Regions from separate parts of the Mus musculus genome. Here region 1 is linked to region 2. Evidence: chromatin contacts called from public promoter capture Hi-C data. All regions are on one chromosome and are shown on one strand. The core of a region is the stretch at or near the end of the contact, and the rest is flanking DNA. Distances in the headings are between cores, read along the strand shown. Region 1 holds the start of Chgb (chromogranin B). Region 2 holds the start of Pcna (proliferating cell nuclear antigen).

Evidence for each region. Promoter capture Hi-C pulls out the DNA fragments that hold promoters and counts their contacts.
Region 1: a promoter capture Hi-C map of hippocampal neurons shows a contact between it and region 2, with 2.0 times the contacts expected there. The contact joins the promoter of Chgb here to the promoter of Pcna in region 2. A contact is called at or near these places in 2 of 39 promoter capture datasets (hippocampal neurons and liver) and 1 of 115 datasets of contacts at active chromatin or transcription factors (astrocytes).

What each region holds. Positions count from the first base shown.
Region 1 is chr2:132,779,457-132,783,125 of GRCm38.p6, forward strand. It overlaps Chgb (chromogranin B), which reads left to right and starts at 2,186. Exons shown (of 5, transcript NM_007694.5): 1 at 2,186-2,326. The coding sequence starts at 2,278.
Region 2 is chr2:132,251,165-132,255,144 of GRCm38.p6, forward strand. It overlaps Pcna (proliferating cell nuclear antigen), which reads right to left and starts at 2,016. Exons shown (of 6, transcript NM_011045.2): 1 at 1,652-2,016; 2 at 739-836; 3 at 527-594; 4 at 80-274. The coding sequence starts at 1,872. It also overlaps a transcript of Cds2 not described here.

The DNA.
Region 1 (3,669 bases), core at 936-3,435, 530 kb after region 2:
CAAGGAGTACATAGTGAAATCCTGTCTGGAAAAACCAATTGTATGCATGTGTGTGTGTGTGTGTGTATGTGTATGTATATTAATTTTTAAGATATGAAAGTGATTCCTTTTTTCTCTTTTCCTTATACTTTCTCACAAATTTTGAGACTAGAAACCTCAATATGCATTTCTAAAAACAATGACATTTTTTGACTATCCAAGGACCTCTCCCTGAAATCAGCAAAGACATGCCAGCACAGTTACAAGCACAGATTATAGTGGTGGGGGTTGGGGGAACAAACACAGGGTGACTCATTGAAGTGTGATGCATGGCTAAAAGCAGAACTAGAACTCAGAAGGCAGAGGCAGGTGGATTTCTGTGAGTCCAGGCCAGCCTGGTCTACACAGTGAGACCCTATCTCAATGAATACATAATTAAATACGTTTATAAAGGAGTCACTACTGAAAATGGGAATAGGGTAGTGAACTAAGGAGAGCAGCCAGTCAAAAAGAACTGGGCCATAAGGCCTGTGAGTCTTTGCAGGTCGCTTACAAAGCACTGGCCTCTCTGGTGTAATATCCTGTGTCTTCTCACACATTCTCTGCTTGTTATATGTAGCCCAGGTGGGCAAGAGTTTCCAGTCCTTCTCTGACAATAGGCTTTGTTCATTTTCATATTTTGCTTTCTTCTTTTTAAAACTTGAAAAGATGTATTTCCTTTTATGTGGATGGGTGTTTTGCCTACACATGTGTGCAGTTCCCAGAGAGGGATGTAATCTACATGCCTTTTCAAATTTTACCAGTTGTCGCAGAACTATCATTTTTAAGACTGGGGTTGATGATATAGGAGACTGGTAGAGTGCTTTCCTGGTATGCCCGTGGCTCTGTGTTCTCTCCAGCAATGTAGAAAAACATAAATGAAAAATTAAAAACATATGCTCTGAGGCTGCAGTTTGGGTAAATAACCTTCCAGGGAGAGGCATCTTTCTATGTTCTCAGCATGTGCAAAGAGAATTTGAGCCTCACTCTTTTCAGGAAAAGGAACTGAAAACTTTTATCACCTGACCAAAAAGATCTCACGTCAGGTTTCACTGGTCCTCGAAATCTGTTATCAGAGCAGATTGTGTCTCTTCTGGGCAGGACGATTGCCTGGCGCTTTTCCCCCAATTCCTTATCAGGCTAACAGAATCCATGTTGAAAATAACCTGGAAGATGCTATCATCTCCATTGCGCACATAATTTAAAATGCGTTTCTATCTCTATTTAAAAGCAAGCAAAGAAGAACAGGTTTTCAAGGATGTACTCCTTACCTCACCCCAAGCTATGCTCCTGTTGTAAAAGAGTAACTAAGGGCCAAAGGGTGACAGCTTAAATAAATGTCTATCAGAAGAGCTGGGTAAGTGACCAATCAAGAGAAAGAGGGGGAGAGGAAGGGGGCGAGGAGGGAAGGGGAGAGGAGGGAGAGGGAGATGGGAATGGAAGGGAGGGGGAGGGAGAGGGGTGGGGAGAGCGAAAGGAAAAGCACCAATTATGTGTGCTCCAAACTAAAATAGGCCTAAGCCACAGAAAGTAGTTACAGAAAAAACTGAACTTGGAAAAAATTGAGGTTAAAAGAGAGAGAGAATTTTGAAGTGTATCCTTTGGCCTGTTTGATTTTTTAAGTTCATCTGAATAAGTACGTCGGGTAGGAGATTCCATAAACAGAAGACAGAAGTGCCATAGATGGGATACACAGACACTGACCAAACATCTCAACCAAGAGCAGGTTACACATTCATGGTTGCACACTGAGGTTTACAGCCATTACTCTCTTGTTAAGGTCTAAGAACCGCCTGTGTATTTATTCCAAGCAAGGATTTTCTTCAGCTTGGCAGAGGATACAGAAAGCTGACCCCCGTCATTTACACACTTCAGAATCACAAGTATCCCACAACCCCAAACTGCAGCATCGGAGGTGTGCGCGGAGGAGCTGGAGCGCAGGCGCGACAATATGAGCCGGACCCTTGTCCCTTCTTGCCTGAGATCTACAGCACCTGGCGTCCCCGCATCCCTGCCCGTGCCTGCTGGGACCCTGCGCAAGGCCGCACACACTGGCTGTGCTTCCGCCCGCTGGCGCCGCCTCGGGGCTGCTCCGTGACGTCAGGGCTGAGCGAGGGGCGCCCCCGCCCGCCGCTCGCCCCCGGGTACTGCACCCCGCCTGCCCTTCATAAGAGCCAGGCCTGCGCCCACCGCGCCACAGCTGCTCTGCGGAGCCCGCACCCGCCGAGCTCCTCCTACACTCAGCTGGCGAGAGGCACCATGCAGCCGGCTATGCTCCTCGGCCTCCTGGGCGCAGCGGCTCTGGCCGGTGAGTGGGATTTCAGCACCCCGGACAGCTCCTAGAGCTGGCGGCACTGGGTTTCACCCTCTATCTCGCCTCTCCTCTTCCCTGTATCCCTTGCCTTGCCTGGCCTGGCTTTGAGTAGGAGAAGCAAGAGCTGTCCAGCTTTTTCCTCCTTTCCCCGCCGGGGCTGTGCAGCCCTTGGAAGCAAAGCCGCATTCTGTGTTCTCTGCAGAGATGTCAGGCTCTATACAGAGCTAGAGAGAGCCTTTGTAGCCTGACTCTCCGTGTGACTTTTCACAGCCCCGTGACCGCAGAGGGGTGGGAATGCACGCAGTTGGCCCCTGCAGAGTTTCCTCTATTATTATAAAGGCACTGAGTTAGAACTAAATCTGAGTGCATTTAAGGCATTTCCCTCAGCGTGTCATATATGTGTGTGCAGGTCTTCGTGTGTCTGTTTACAGGGTTAACATATTTACACTTTGTATTTATGTTTCTAAAGAGAGGTAATTCACATGTTAATTTATGAATGGAAGCTGTACTAGATATTTCTTTCCTTTTGTGCTCCAGAAATAAAAATAACAAGACTGTGTTACACCCATGAAATTATCTTTGGAGTAGCAAAATAAATGTTTTAGTCAATTTTGAAGAATGAAAGCAGAAGTAGTTAATATTTGACGGTTGTGTGTGGATGAGTGCGTTGCTAAGTCTCAAACTACTCTAAATTTACTCAATGGTCTCCAATAGCCTGAAAGATGTGTTTGTGTTGGGAGACTGAAAAATAAGTATAACACCAAATTACACTAGCAGCTCTTTGTCTCTGTGAATGTCCTCGGAAAAGTGTTTTGTTCTGAGACTGAGATTTCTAACTAGAATTGAGATATCCATATGTCTATATGAAATATATAGATGTATATATATATATATAATATATATATATATATGCCTTTGATTGACAGGAATCTCTCATCCAATGTTTGACAAAATGAAAGCCAATGGTAATTTATGTTATTGCATTCATAATGTTCTTATTTTTAAAAATCATTTTTATAAATAACTATTTTTTATAAATATCATATTCTTAATTTGATAAAAGGAAACAAACTGAACAACTTAGAAATTTTCAAGTCCAAAGTATTTCGGAAAGATATTGCTGAACAGGACACAATGATACATTGTACACAATGTACATTCTGTTCTAGATTACAAAACAGTAAGCCTTTTGTAAATCGTTTAACTGGTTAATTAAACTTTTTGGTGGTGGTTAAACATTTCATACCTCTTATGAAGGAATATTTAGTAGTAAAATACCGAAGCTATGCAAATCTCTTCTGTTTTAGGCAACTACTCACTCATCGTGCAGCCTACTG
Region 2 (3,980 bases), core at 766-3,265:
ATGAATGAATAAATAAAAACAAAAGCCGAGGCTCCATCCCTGCTTCAGACACCTAACTGGACGCCCCCTTACTACTCACCGCCTCCTCTTCTTTATCCACATTACTTGTTTGTGACAACTTAATGTTCCCATTGCCAAGCTCTCCACTTGCAGAAAACTTCACCCCATTCTTTGCACAGGATATCACAACAGCATCTCCAATGTGGCTAAGGTCTCGGCATATACGTGCAAATTCACCCGACGGCATCTTTATTACACAGCTGTACTCCTGTTCCTGTAAACCCACAAGTTAAAGGTCAGTCTAGAAAAGGGGGAAGGCTCAGCTTCATGTTCTCAAGATTTAGCATCTTAACCAGAACTCAGAATGCAAGACTTCTGGTTTCTTTAAAACTCAATCAACTTTAGACTGCTGTGGTTTAGTGAAATGGCAGTGTGCCATTCATCCCCAATACCACCACTCCACTCAGAACACGCATCAGCTGGTATCACAGCAGGGTAACACACAATCAGAAACAAGGTAACTCACTGGGATTCCAAGTTGCTCCACATCTAAGTCCATTAACTTCATTTCATAGTCTGAAACTTTCTCTTGATCTACCAAAAGAAGGAAAATGTTACCAAAGCACACCACACGGTCCTATCTATGATGGAAATTTTACAATATTGTTAATATTTTTTTTTGGTTTTGAGAAACAGAAACAACACGTAACTACCGAGTTTTAAAGGTGTTTAACTTACTTGGTGCTTCGAATACTAGTGCTAAGGTGTCTGCATTATCTTCAGCCCTTAATGTAATGATGTCTTCATTACCAGCACATTTTAGAATTTTGGACATGCTAGGGGGGAAAAAAAAAAAGACAGGCTTTATCAACATGTAATCCACATCTATATTTTAAAAAGCAATTACAAGTTGTACCATTTCACACTCACGGTTGGAGAACTGTTAAAGGGGCTAAGGGTACCCCAAACTCTCTCAGGGGTGAAGCAAATTACCGGGTATATGTGATTCTTAAAACCGACTTAGTAAAATGCACTAAAAGCCAACATTCGAGAAAGCATCTTTTTGAGCGGGGTGTCCTTGGTTTCTAGTGTACTGGAGAATGTGCCCCATCACGTCTGGCCTTTTCGTAAATCTTTCAAAATGTATACAAGTGGCACTAATCCATGTATCTGTACTAAAATAAGTCACACACTGTCCTTGAACACGTATACAGGAGGCACTAACCTAGGTAGCTGTAGCAAAGTTAAAAGCTAAAACTGACAGATTTCCCCTCAAATCCATGATGCGCAGTGAGACTCTGGAAGTCAAGAAAAGGTCTATTGTCACTCTAAGTCGACATTACATTTGCACTAAGACTCGTTTATTAGGCGCTAAGACCAGCCACTCAAAGCTGCAGGCATTTAATGAGCACAGCTCCGGAGCACTCATTTTCCCGCGGACTCCCGCTTTGTGGCTTTGGCGCGGAAACAGAGTGGGCGCCACTGCCAGCGCGGGCTTTTCGGAACCGCGCGCTTTGGTGAGGGCTGCCCCCGACACCATAGACCAATCAGAAAGCGCGGATGGCCAAGCCAGCCAATGAGCGTGCAGAGTCACAGCCCCGCCAAGAGCGGAAGCGGGAAGAGTGGGGCCCCGCTCCCGCCACCCGCTCACCTGGTGAGGTTCACGCCCATGGCTAGGTTGCGGTCGCAGCGGTATGTGTCGAAGCCTTCGGAGCGCAGAGTAAGCTGTACCAAGGAGACGTGAGACGAGTCCATGCTCTGCAGGTTCACGCCGCCCGAGCTGACGTCCCAGCAGGCCTCATTGATGAGGTCTTTGAGAGCCTCCAGCACCTTCTTCAGGATGGAGCCCTGGATCAGGCGTGCCTCAAACATGGTGGCGGAGTTGTGGCGACTAGATGAGAGCTACTCTAAGAGGAACGAGGTCTGGCTGCCAAGGTCCCCCGATTCACGATGCAGAAGCGGCAGCGAAGGCCTACAGCGACAACTACCAACCCTCTGCGCCCGCAACCGTCTAATGCCGCGGCTTCCTAGGCGCGCGCCTTTTCCCTGCGCGAGGTCATGACGCCACAGCGCTGATCCACCCACCTCTCCTCAAGGACCAATCGTACCCGTGGTTTGAGCAAGGCCCGCCCCACCGCGTATGCAAAGGCGGGGCTGCGGGGTAGGAGCCTGGGAGGCGAGGGGCATCACGGGGTTCGCGTAGGCTGTCGTCACCGCCCAAGTTTGTGGGAGTTTAGGCTGCAGTTTCCATCCTTAGGAAGTTTCCGCGCCACGGAAGTGGAAGTCACAGGCAAATCGAGCTGTGCGCGGCGGCCTGCCTTGAAGCTGGAGAGTATTTTAAACACTACGGAGCGTTTTCCCTAACGTAAGAAATACGCTGCAAAATATCGAGTAATAAAGAGGCCACCATATTTTAACACCCCTACCCCCCCCCCCATTTCATATCACTTTTCTGTGTGCGTCGCTCTGAACTTTTCTCTCTAAAGACTAAAAAAATACCTCTTAACGTGAACGCTTCTCCAAAGAAGATACCAAGTCCATATGTATCACGTAATTATTTTCCTTTTATGTCTGGTTCTCTACATTTTTCTAAAGGTAGATATTACTAGTATTTTCATCTTAATTTTAGGCTGAAGATGAACCCGAGCCTGAGCCCCATCCTGAAAATGTTAGCTGTTGCAGGTGGAGCGTCTTTCATATGTCCCTGGGCTGCAGCATTTTGTTCTACTAAAGTTTTTTTGTTTTTTTGTTTTTCCTATTGATTATGAGGATGGGGAAGAACTGACTGCAGGTAGATTAACATCATTTACAAAAGGATATAGAGTTTTTCAATTTCTCATGTTTTTTTCTTTTGGTTTTGGTGGTAGGTAAAATATATTTGATAATGAAAGTGTAATACTTTAATGTGAAACTTGATAGTTTCCATTTGGAATGCCTCTTCTAACTGTATAGAAGTTGGTTGAGTTGTGAAGAAAGCTTTTGGTGTGTGATGTTTTATTTATGTGTGTAAGGGTTTTTTGTTTGTTTGCTTTTCACTAATAAGGTATATACAATTTCAGAAAGTTAAAAGGACCGTTTTAGCTGGTGAGAGTGATTAGTGATTATAATTCCAGCACATGGGAAGGCTGAGGTCGGAGGGCCTAGATTTAAACTCACCTTGGACTATCTACCAAGACTGACCAAAGGGGAAAAAGTTTACATAGGAGCATATTAATTCCATTTCATGTTCATTTATTCTTTCCTTATTCACTGCATTTCCCTTTAGTTTGTCTTGTTTGATTTTTCTTTTCCTGGCTTGGGGATTTAGCCAGAAAACTGTATAACTTATTGAGCTATAGCCTCAGCCTGTTAAGAGTCTCCATAATTTTTTGAGGCTTGCATCAAACTCACTCTGTTATCCATGCTGGCCTTGAACTCACAATTTGATGCCACAGTCTGGCATCAAGCTTAACTCTTTAGTTTCATTTAATATCTTGGTTTGTAGGATTTCTCAGCTTTTTTTTTCTTTTATTCTTTTCACCATATATCTAGGTATGCTGAGACACAAATGTATTAATCACTCTCACAGTATTGAAGATTCATTGATTCCATCAGGTCTAGAATACTCTCGACCACTCTGATGGCAAGTGTTCGGTTTCCCTACACTGTTCACTGCCCGGCGTGTGGATTTTACAGAACTTTAGATCTATTCAGTTGTTTTGTTTTGTTTTGTTTTGTTTGAGATAAGGGTCTCTCATGTTCCCTGGCTGTACTGGAGTTTGCTTGGTAGACCAGGCTGGCAAATTTGACTTTTTAAAATTGGTGTGTATGCATCCAGCCCAGCATTTATGTCAGCTTATAAGGTGCATCATTATTTTATGCAGCACAAACGAGGAAAACTGTCAAACTACCACACAGTGCTATATCACATACAATTTTGATACTATAATAGTTACAAATAAAAACAGTTATGGGCTGGAGACATGGCTCAGTGGTTAAGA